2 separate regions of the Canis lupus genome follow, and region 1 is linked to region 2. Evidence: chromatin contacts called from public Hi-C data. All regions are on one chromosome and are shown on one strand. Each heading gives the region's core, a stretch centred on a gene start, on an enhancer-like site or on the middle of the called end of the contact. The rest is flanking DNA. Distances are from core to core; before and after follow the strand shown. Region 1 holds the start of FAM53B (protein FAM53B). Region 2 overlaps FAM53B (protein FAM53B).

Evidence for each region. A called contact is a pair of places that touch in the nucleus more often than the background predicts.
Region 1: a Hi-C map of blood shows a contact between it and region 2, with 2.2 times the contacts expected there. The contact joins the promoter of FAM53B here to the enhancer-like site in region 2. A contact is called at or near these places in 2 of 9 Hi-C or Micro-C datasets (both in blood).

The regions. Positions count from the first base shown.
Region 1 is chr28:34,417,021-34,422,800 of UU_Cfam_GSD_1.0, forward strand. FAM53B (protein FAM53B) reads right to left here and starts at 4,362. Exons shown (of 5, transcript XM_038579035.1): 1 at 4,287-4,362.
Region 2 is chr28:34,368,835-34,374,338 of UU_Cfam_GSD_1.0, forward strand. All of the region lies in intron 3 of FAM53B (protein FAM53B), which reads right to left. Among named protein-coding and RNA genes, the nearest start is that of FAM53B, 50 kb to the right of the region's middle. Within about 2 kb of position 2,672, at least 3 of the 20 cell types and tissues checked have an H3K27ac peak or open chromatin away from gene starts, as enhancers often do. A contact at or near this core is called in blood, where this site is marked.

The sequences.
Region 1 (5,780 bases), core at 3,112-5,611, 50 kb after region 2:
GAGAGGGGCAGGACCGTTAACGAAGCGGGGGTGCCTGTCACACTTCTCCATAACCCCTGACGTGATGTGAAATTCTACAAGGTAGACCCTTTGAAATGCAAAATCTTCCAGAGTCCTTCAAATGTGTTTTTATTTTCTCGGGTTCCTAAGGCTGCTTTCAGACCCACCCATCAGCATTTCCCCTCTCAATCACCCACATTTAACAAAAAAAAAAAAAAAGAAGAAGAAGGAGAAGAAAAGGAGGAGGAGGAGGAGGAGGAGGTGGCTGAAGCAAAGACGTCTCTGTTTTTTGAAAAAGCTCAAGTATCTCCAGTTGATGCAAGGAAGAGAAAAAAAAAAAAAAAAAATCTTGTCCTCAGCTCCAGCCTCCTTACATCCCTCCTCCAAGACACCCCAAAGCCAAGTTTCCCCTGCAAGATTTCCTCCGGTCCTGATCAGCCCAGCACTGACTCTGCCGCTGCTTAGGATCTCAGAGGGCTTTCCTAAATCAAGAATCCGGGTGCCCTCCGACCCGAGTTCAGGAAGGTTAGACAGGCACCACCAAAACCACAACCCGCAATTTTCGAAGCCCAAGCCTTGATCCAAAACTGTGTGCACAGGAGGTTTGGATTAAACATCAAAGAAGAAATTACCTTAAAACAAAGTTGTTTGGCAAAGAAAATTACTTCACCATAAGAAGAACCCTAGGGAACGGTAAATTGCTTTTGAATATAGACTTTTCAGTGGCGCGATCATTAATCATGTTAATGTAAACTGCGCTAAAACAAAAATTTTCTAAGCAAGTCTCCGGGCACATCAGCGTATCTAAGCCTGTGGGTTTGTTTCCAAAGCTCACATCCCAGCACGCAATGAAACTGCTGTTAATGGGGTCAGCTATTACAGTGCAGTCCCCGACCCTGGGCCATAATAAAGGTGACTCAGCCATGTAGAAAGAACCCTCGTAAAGTTAGGCAGGAAACAAACACAGAAATTAATCAGAGAAGGAGAGTCAATGATTTTGGAAAGTGTATTCACCGGGCAAGTTTAAACAGCAACTCTCCCTGGATGATCAGACATTTCAGAAAGGAGTTGAGGGAGGCCAGTCAACATTCCTTGCAGCACGCAAGTCCCTCAGCCAGGCCCTGTTTTGTAGGGTGGAGGACAGGGCAGCAGCTGGACAAGGCGAGGAGGAGCGTGGAGCCCAGCAGAGTTAAGCTGCGCTGAGCCCAGCCAGACCCGGCCATGTGCTTCATGTTGGCAACAAACCGGTTCTTTCAAGAGAGGAAGAGTCTGACAAAAAGGACAGCTGCAGTAAAGCAAGAAGCTAGGGGTAGGGGTGGGGTGGGGGAGGTGGAGACTTAAAAAAGCCCCAAGTTTAGGATTCTCCCCTCACAATAAAAAAAAAAAAAAGAAAGAAAGAAAAGAAATCACCTTCAGGGTTTGCAAGAGCTAGTTAATCTATTAACGTGTCCCCCTTGCTGGATCAATTAAAGAGAGAGCCCCTCCACATCTGGTTTCCATCTAAAACCGAAACTTGTATTATCAGCATATTACATAACAAATTACGCCTGCAGGTCTCTTTTATTACACATCAGAGAGGTGTGCGTGGTGGTGGTAATGATGGCAGTTGTGCTGGTCTGAGTATTTGCTTATTTCAGGCTTTTTTAAGGGCAAGAACAAAAAGTTTCCATAGGGTGTGCAGTTCAGGAAAGTCACACTTGCCCAGATAAAACATCAACTCAACAGTCCGCCAGTGGGTCCTGCACTCAGTCTTCAGGGCCCCCTGCAAGAAGCAGGGGCGGAGAAAGGCGTACTGCTTAAGAGCACTGCAAAGGTACACCTCCAGGCTGCTCCGAGGCGTCCTCTGCTGCCAGCTCCCAGGGTGTACAAGACTCTCTCCTCTCCAGTCTCCTGCAGGGGAAGAGAGCGGCAGGCTGGCCCTAACGGAGCTTCCAGCATGGGTCAGGCGTCTGCCCCGGAACCCGCTTAAAGGACACCCAGCCCATCAGGCTTCCACAGAGCCAGGGGAGAGCAAAGTAACCAACAGGGGGAACCGAGAAAGATGAAAGATGTGGAGAGAAAGAGCCTAAGAAATAACAACAGGGCTTCCCATAAAATGTCAATGAAGCAGAGCCGCTATGATGACAAGAAGGCATCTTCAAGCTCTTCCTAAAGGAACTTCATGAACTTCCAACACGCTACTACGTGCGCGACATACCCTAAATTGAAAACAGAAGGGAGAAACTGACTACAAACATTATCAATCACAATTGTGGAAGGCTCTACTTGTCCTGCCAGCCTTAGGAATTCAAGTCCACTTCTGCAACAACCAGTACTGCCAGCTTTTATTTAAAACTTGTCTTCAATGTTAAAATAATTGCACATCAAGATCACCTCCCGGGGTGGGGTGGTGGGGAGCGGGGGAGGGGGGGGGAATAGTGAGTCCCTGGCCAAAATGATTTGAACTGGTCTTAAAACCGCCTCCTTCTCTGGAGGGGCATGGGGGTGGGGGGTGGGGTGGGAACAGACCTGTCCCAAGCCTCTCCTTCCTTTTCTAGATCCTAGGAGCTAGAGCAGCATGCTCCTCCCTTTTGCAGGATGGCTGGCAGCATCCAGATCCTAGCCAAGTGCAGACACCGGGTCAAGGGCCACCAACCAGTCCTGAGCTCAAAAAAAAAAAAAAAAAAAAAAAAGTCAAACCTTCTCAGACTAACACAGGCCTATCAATGGGGACAAATAGCTGTTTTCTGTTTATCTAGCTGTCCACAGCCTGGGGGTGGGAACGACGACAACACCCGACAACACCCAAACCCCACAGATCCGCCACTCAGTATCAAAACTGTAACTGAGACCAGTTACTGCTAAGTGGATAAATTAAAATGAAACTAAAAGTCTGGCCAGATCGGCAACAGGGAGTCTCACGGGGTCTACTAACTCCATTCCTCCCCCCAAGCGCTCCCGCCAGGGTGACATCCTTCGACCGAGCCCAGGGCCTGGAGCGGGCGGGATCCCCTCCCAGCCTGCGGGAAGCGCGGGGAACCCACATGCTGGTGTGTCATTTGGAGGCGGGCGAATGCGGAGGCGAGCGGCGCAAGACGCTCGCCGGCTTCCCAGGCCAATAAACAATGCCATTCCGGCTCCTGCTCCTGCAGCAGTCGATAGGAACAGCCCCTCGTCTCCGCCATCCAACAATTCAACAAACATTTGTTCCTGTTGAACCACCGTCGGCCCGGCCCCATCTGCGCCCGCCGCGGCAAGGCGAGGCGGCGGCAAGGCGAGGCGGCGGCGGCGGCGGCCGGGCCCTGCCCCGGGGTCGGGGGCCCGGGGTGCAGCACCCCCGAGGGGCCGCCCGCCCGCCCGCCCGCCGCCGCCGCCGGGTCCGCGGGCTGCAGCGCACCGAAGGCTCGGAGTGTGGCCTATAGGAGGCGGAATCCCATTCATCAAACGCCGCAAAGCGCTGTTCTTTGTTCACCATCGGACCAAGTACAGTGCGTGCGAACGAGCCCGGCGGCCGGACGCGGGCAGCCCGGCCCCGGGGGGCTCCCGGGGCGACCGGCCCGAGCAGCAGAGCGCGCCCCGCCGCCGCCTCGCCGCCCCCTCGCCGCCCCGGCCCGCGCCGCCAGCGTGGTCCCCCGGGACGCCCCGGGGAGCAACTCCGGGGAGCAACTCCGGGGGTCCTGCCCGCGCCTCGCCCCGCGCGCCCCGGCCCCGCCAGCAGGCACTCCCGGCGGGAAAGGAAGGGGAGGCGAGCAGCGCCCGTGCAGCGCGGCCCTGCTCGCCATGTGCGAAGCCGCGCCGGCGCCCCCCGCTCCGCCCGCCCCGCACCCCGCACCCCGCCCCCGCGGCCGCCCCGCCGGCCGCCCCCGCCCCGGGCCAGGCGCCCCCCCCCCCCACCCCGCCCCGGCCCGTCCAGGAGCCGCGGGGCCCGCCGCCGCGCGCCCGCATCCCGGGGGTGCCGGACGCAAACTTCCGCGAACAAAAGAGTTGTCTGCAAACGGTGCGGGAACTTCGGGGCGCCGGGGTCCCCGGGTCCCGGCGCGGGGGAGCGCGGAGCCCGCGGAGGCAGGACCGCGCCCCGCCGCGCCCCCGGCTGCGCTGACAAGTCTCGCGCCCGCCCCGGGCCGACGCTCAGCGCCCCGAGAAGCCGCCCGACCCCACGCGAAACCAGGCAGGGGGGAAGAAAAGAAAAGAAAAGAAAAGAAAAAAAAAAAAAGGAAAGCGGCGACACTTCCAAGTAACAAAATGAGCATCCTGGCACGCAGGGCCAGCACGGCCGCCGGGGTCCCGCGCGCCGCCCGGTCGCTTACTGTGCGCGGCGGGGTCGCCTGGGGTCCGCGCTGCCGCCGCCGCCGCCGCCGCCACCGCCACGGCCGCCGCGCACGCTCTCCCGCCGGCGCCGAGCGCTTTGTACCGAGCGGCTCCCCGGGAGGAGGAAATCGACTTGTCACTTCCTGAACTGTTCGCAACTCGTCCCTTTCACCGGCCCCGGCCGGGCCGCCCGCGCCCGCCGCGCCCGCCGCCGCCGTGGGGCCGGCCGCCCGCAAGGCGTGTGTCCGGGTCGGGCGCTCCGCGGGCGGCGTGGCGGGGCCCGGGCGGCCGCGGGGCTGGCGGCGGCGGCGGCGTGCAGGGGCCGGGCGTGCAGGGGCCGGGCGTGCAGGGGCCGGGCGTGCAGGGCCGGCGTGCAGGGGCCGGGCGGCGGCGGCGGCGGCGGCGGGCGCGGGTGCAGTGCGCGCAGCCGCCGGTGGGCGGGGAGTGGGGGGGTCGCGGCGCGCCGCCGGCGGGGCTGGAGGCCGTCCTGCGAGCCGAGCCGAGCCGCGCCGCGCCGCCCGCCGCCCGCCGAGCCCGCGCCTGCGAGGCCCCGGGACGCGGGAAGGGCACGCGGGAAGGGGCCCCGGGCCGGCCGGGCCGCGCCGCGCCGCACCGCCCGGGCCCGGAGCCAGGGGTCCCGCGGCCGCCCCCGCCCCCGCCCCCCGCAGGAGCCGGGGCACAAAACCCCGGGCCGGGCCGGGCCGCGTGGACTTCGGACGCCCAGCTTCCGGGTTGTGGGGTTTTGAGGTTTGTCGGCGGCGTGCCGGGCGGCAGCGAGGGGGGCTGTGCGAGCCTTGTCACACTTTGGGAAAATAAAGCGCTAGTTTCCCAACTAGAGGCGCTGGTCGAAATAAAGGAATGTGTACTTCAGAAGCCACATGCAAAATATATGCAACTGGTGAAGGAAGGATTTGTGGTTGCTAAGCAGACGCAGAGCATGTTTCGTTCTGTAACTTAGGATGTTGACTTAAGTTCAGGAATGTAACCCTGATAGAATAAGCAGAGTATTTTCATTGTACTGCTCACCTGGGGGAGGGGGATTGTTTCCCTTGTGAAGCGAAGCCCTAGATTTCCCATCACTCCGTCCTACCAGTGTATGTTATTTTATTGACCTTGTATCCAAAGAGATTTTTAAAGAGAAGGTTTTTTTCTTTTCTTTTTTTTTTTTTTAAAGAACTCCCCTATGCCTGTTTTGTGTTCTCCTTTGCCAAAAAAACAAAACACCTCATTACTTTACATGGATTGTGTCTGCCCCATTTGAATGGGTCTATTCATAAATCAGGAAACTTTTTCTGTTGCTTCTAGGAACATTTAATTGGTTTTAATCCAATGTTTCAATCCCAGTATCAAACATAAATGGACAATTAACTTCTTGAGCTTGTATGCACTTGGGAAACTATTATATTTCATGGCTGTTGCTGAAATATTTCAGTTTCTCATCACACTGGACCCATTCTTTTTCAGAAAACCATGAGCTAACATCTCCTTTCACA
Region 2 (5,504 bases), core at 1,422-3,921:
CTCTATGACTCTAACAGTAAGACTCCTTCGCTGTAGGGACGATTAAGAGTCAGTTCTCAACCAGGTCCACCAGTTCAATGCGAAAGCAACGTGTCTGCAGTGAATCGGCAGCTGCCGCAAAAACACTAGCTCTTTTACATCCTTACACCTTTGCAAAGGCCTGGACTGTTCTTCTCTTGCTTTATCCTTCCAGCGAAGGTCTCTTCCTCATCATTTAAGAGGCAAGTCAAACATCACCCTTTCTGTAGACATGCCTTCTCCACATTAGCCCACAGCTCTTTGCCTGATTTTCAATCTTATGGCTCAGATGTCACCTGAACCTAAATTATCCGTTTACAGGTCTGCTTCCACTGAGCCACAGCCCTCGAGCACAGACCCAGCATGGCCCCTCAGTGCCCAGCATGGAGCCTGGCACACAGCTGACCTTAGCCAGAGGTGGGTAGAGGAAGGAGTGGGTAATGCACAGATAAAAGCTGCAGGGCAGGCCCGGGGTGTTCATTTGGTCTCACTTGTCTTTTATCCTTGGCACCAGTAACCTTTCCTTGGCCAGGCAGGTGCAACCTCGGGACTCTGCCTTCAACCTTCCTGCTTTGTGGAGGCCATGGATAGTTACAGGTGAAGCAACCCAGGGTCTGGCTAGTGGTATGATGTCTAAGATGCTCTGGAAACACAAAGCCTCATTCAACACTGAGTGCTGCTACTGTGTGTCCACACCAGCCAGGTGGCCACTTGGTCTGTCTGAGGGGCAGATAATATATTAATTGTTACTATCTTTATCGCTTGAAGAAGTACAATATAAGAAAAGTAAAAAACAATCGAGGCTATGTTTAGCCCTCGTGTTTTCCCCCCTTTGCTCAGGGAACAGAAAGTGATTTGCTGGGTCAGGTCACCAGACAAAAGAAACAGGAATAGAAGCTACTTTTTAATGGCAAACAGCCTCGAACTTCTGGCCCTGACGTCACACGGGACAAAGGGCCTCGGCAGGGCTCCGAGGAGAGGATACTGGACACCCCCGCCCCTCCATTCAATATCACTCTGCACAGACAGCTATAACTCTTTCAGAAGTGACAATGGCCACGGACCTGGGGAGTCCACTGAGCAGGGGTCACATGGGATGGTGGAAAGGGTGTGGACGTGGGTTTCAACCTCAGCTCTGCAAGTCACTTTAATTCCTCAGAGCCTCAGTTCTCTTGTCTATAAACCGAGGGTGACAGTAACGACCTCGCAGAGCTATTCTAAGAACCAAACAGTTGCTTGGTACAGGGCCTGTGAGGGCACAGCAGGCTCTGCCAGCAGCCGCACCACAACTAGGACGACAGTGTTGGACGATGTGCCTACAGCTGGGGCTCAGCTCTTCGATCACTAGGTACCACGCTTTGTGGGTCTGGCTGGAGTGGGAACCTGTACGCTCTAAACCACAGTGCAGGCCACCTCAGTGTGGTTTTATTTAGGACCCTTGGATTGGCAGGAACCACCCTTGGTTCAACGCAGCCCCTGACTCAGTATACAGAATCTCTAGGGGCAGGAATCTGCACTGAAATAAGCTCCTCGGGTTATTTTTGAGAACCACTCCTACAGGAGACACAGGGGCCTGGGTTCTCACACACCTTCGTCAGAGTGGCCATTCACTCGGGCCATCTAGCCATACCCAGGACACTTCCTGAGGCTTGACATTCCACTTTCTATAAATTTGGATTCAGAGTATCATTAAAAGTTGTTGCTTTGGTATTTGTTTTGTTTCCAGCCAGTAACAAGAAGTAGAGCCTTAGAGAAGGCAAGGCAACCTTTTACCCTTCAGGCACTTGGAAGGCCCTTTCTCACAGCAGGAGGTGGGGGCCCCAAGCTGCACAGCACTGGAAGCCAGGGGGAGAGTCTGAGGCGTCCCGCCGACACCAGCCGACACCAGGCCTCTGGTGGATGAGGGCACCGGCCACACACGCTCCCTATAGTCCCTGCTCCTCTGAAGCTGCTCCATACGCAGTTGAGCCTATCTTCAAAGTTTGACATGGTTCACAGGAGGTGTGTGTGTAAGGTAAACACACCCAAGGCTCTACCTCGAGATGGTAGGACAAACCACACAAACTCACACAAAAGCATCAAACCACATCGTTCTCTCACAGATGGCCTGACTAGGTGACCTCGAGGGGCCTTTCAAAGCTGAGGCTTGATATCTAAGCTTGAAGCCTCTGGGGGGCACGGGAAAAGCCCAGATCCGCACCACCACCAGCCCCCACTCACAAGGCACTGGTCCTGCCACACCTTGACCATGAAGGGCAGAAGGCAGCTGGGTTTGCAGATCTAGGGCTCCAGGAAAGAAAACACTTGGAGGAGCACAAATAGCATCTGACTTCAAATGTTGTTTCCATTTCTACCCTTAAACTTGAAGGGAAATTCCCAGGGGCCCAGATTCTTAGGGGACTACAGCCTTCTTCGGTTCAAAAGCTAGAAGAGATTTACAGCCCTGGAAACGTGTGTGCTGTGTTGTTACCGGCTGCCATATGGTGACAGAACCACAACAGAATGTGGTTTCTAGAAAAGGTTAAGCACCCTAAAGCACACACCCAAGAGGTTAGACTCTTGGGCCTGGGTAGCAAGTCTCCAGCCCCATCAAGACCGGCTGACTCATTCTTGGACTTCACACCTATCTACTCGTGCTGACGATGATTCTCTCTCCCCTACCTTGTGGGTTGGCTTGTGCTATAACTTGGCCTTGGGGCTGCAAAGACTCTATGCTTGACTTTGGGGGTAGGAGCTCACTAACGCTCTCGATGGGAAACTAGAAAGATATCTTTCAGAAGGCAGCTTTACTAAGCCATAGGGAGAAACCATGCAGGAGAATGACATTTGCTATCCCACAATGGGATCACGGATTTCTAAATGAACCTCTAGAGCCCCTGGCCCACTCAAGTGCCTCTTTTCTTGTGTCATCAGAATGGAGATTCAGTTCTAAGCTGTGTCAGGAAGAAAGGGTTCTTGGCTTTGCCTGACCAGGCCTTAGCCTCCGGTTATGCTCTCTCAACTATGATGAATAATAAAACGTCAGCTGTATCTTGGGTTCAAGGACAGTGACACAGGACACCAAGCTCCTTGGCCAAGGCACAAGGACAGGGGATTAGGATGGCTGGAGACAGCACTCCACCAGTCCCATCAACGGAAGCAAGAAGGTCTAGAAGAAGCCTGAGTGGCTGGTAACCTTCAGAGTGGGAATCAGGGCCCTACCCTCACCAGCCAGGTAGGGGTGGCCCATGGCAGCTGCCACAGCTTCTGGGAAGCCTCTGTCCTTAAAAAAAATGGGCTTGGTGGGATTCCCCAACAGACAGTAGAGAGGGGTAAAAAAAACACACCAGACTGAGCATTAGAAACATGGGCCTCGGGATCCCTGGGTGGCGCAGCGGTTTGGCGCCTGCCTTTGGCCCAGGGCGCGATCCTGGAGACCCGGGATCGAATCCCACGTCGGGCTCCCGGTGCATGGAGCCTGCTTCTCCCTCTGCCTGTGTCTCTGCCTCTCTCTCTCTCTCTGTGTGACTATCATAAATAAATAAAAATTAAAAAAAAAAAAAAAAAAGAAACATGGGCCTCAGTCTCCCCATCTGCATAAGGCAAGGTGACCACCCCTAGCCTCCAGGAGCATTCAGAAATGTGGAGGGAGTCAGTCGTCCTAAAGGGACAGAAAGGTGAGATCTGCTTGTCTCTTCTGGCGTTCCCACCCTGGCTGTGGGTATATACAGAGCCTGGGAAATGGGCACCTGCTTGCGATTCATCTCTGAACCCATGCACACAGCAAAGCTGAGCACCATTACCAAGAGAAGAGAACTGGCAGCTGGGAGAACTATTCAGAAAATTGTTGATAAATGTGTATTAACTGTTAACGAACTAACACCCCATTGGGATCCTTGTTGAGGCAGGGAGAGAGCACTAGCACACATCCCACACACACGACTCAACTGTGGGGCATCAAGGCACTCCCCGTCTTACCGGTGGGGAACCTGAGCTTCCAAAGGGCGTCACGCCTCACGTAGGGACGCGCAGCCAGCAAACAGCACAGCCTGCAGTCCCAAGGCCACGCCCTCGCCGCGGGGCCAGGCTGCACAGAACCTGACCACTTTCTAGCTGGCAATGCACCGTGGTGGGTGGTACCCAAAGCCACTCTGGCAGTTGTCATTCCCTGTCCTCTGGCACCACTGTGGCCCCCTGCCCCCCCACCCAAGGCTGGCCAGCCTAGGTGAGAAGGCAGCCTGGGAGGCTCCCTTTTCACTTGTCACCATAAGCTGCCATCCTGTGCCAACTACACTTTGCACCTACTTCTCGTCTGTATTTTATTCCAGAAACATTGTTGGAAACCAATACACGGTGCAAGGAAACATTTAAAGCACTCTGTATGGACGAACCTTAAACTATTTTAGGGACTAAAAAATCACATGTATGTATGCCCATGATAAATGAAAATAAATAAAAAGTAAATCCAAAAAAAAAAATCACACCTGCATGCCTGTATGTGGATATACTTTTAAAAACGAAAACAAGGCTCCCTTTGGCCAATTTCGATTCATAATCTCTTTCTCCAACGATCATATTCCAAAGGGCTACCCGTGAGAGACGGAAGTGGCAGCAGAGACCAGAAACTGCCAGAGCAGCTCAGGGGCTGCTGTGGCTGCCCCTTCTGTCTCGGTCAGGAGCTCGTTCTGAGAAATCTACAATGTCCCACCTCCCAATGCCAGCTTTCTCACACAAGGTGCAATCACATCCCATTTTCAACAACAAATAATAGAGGAGTTAAAAGACCAAAAGCTATCAAATCTCAGAGTGAAATCTTTCAGTCCCGCACAGCTCAACACAGCCAACTGGTTTACCCTGTAGGAATTAATACAGAGCGTGCCCCCGGGAACAACCCTTTCATGTACAGGGTAGACTCTAACAGCCAAGTAATTAAACACAGAAAGTAAGGGCTTATAATTAAAATGCTGACAAACCTGAACCAGAGTGGCACAAGTAGCGCCGCTATAATATTTTTACAATTCCCTTTTATACATAATGCATGATCCTTCTGCTCAAGTTTCTCTATGTTCTCTGCCTGTGAAATAATTTACATTAATAAATAATTTATTACCATAACTCCTAAAGTAATTATGGGTTTCCATGCAATTTTTTTTTTTTTTTTTTTTTTTTTTTAGCATATGAATTGTTTTGTTCTCTGTTCATTGACTTGTATTTACACGACTTTTCCTAGTGGCCCTTTTGCAATAATTGGTATTGCATTCGCTTTCTCACATATTATTTGATTTCCAGGTCTATCCTCGCCTGAGTGGTGAGGAAAATGAAATGTGTGGCGTCCATTGTCCCTGCAATACAGAACTCATTTAATGTGTACAATTAGCCAAGGGTGGTGAGTGGAGCGTGCTCTCACCCCACTTGCCCTTTTTCACCAAAAAAAAGATTAAACTAACACACGTGTGCCCCTGGGTCAGCATGAAAAAGCGTCTCCCACGGCGAGTGACAGAGGACCT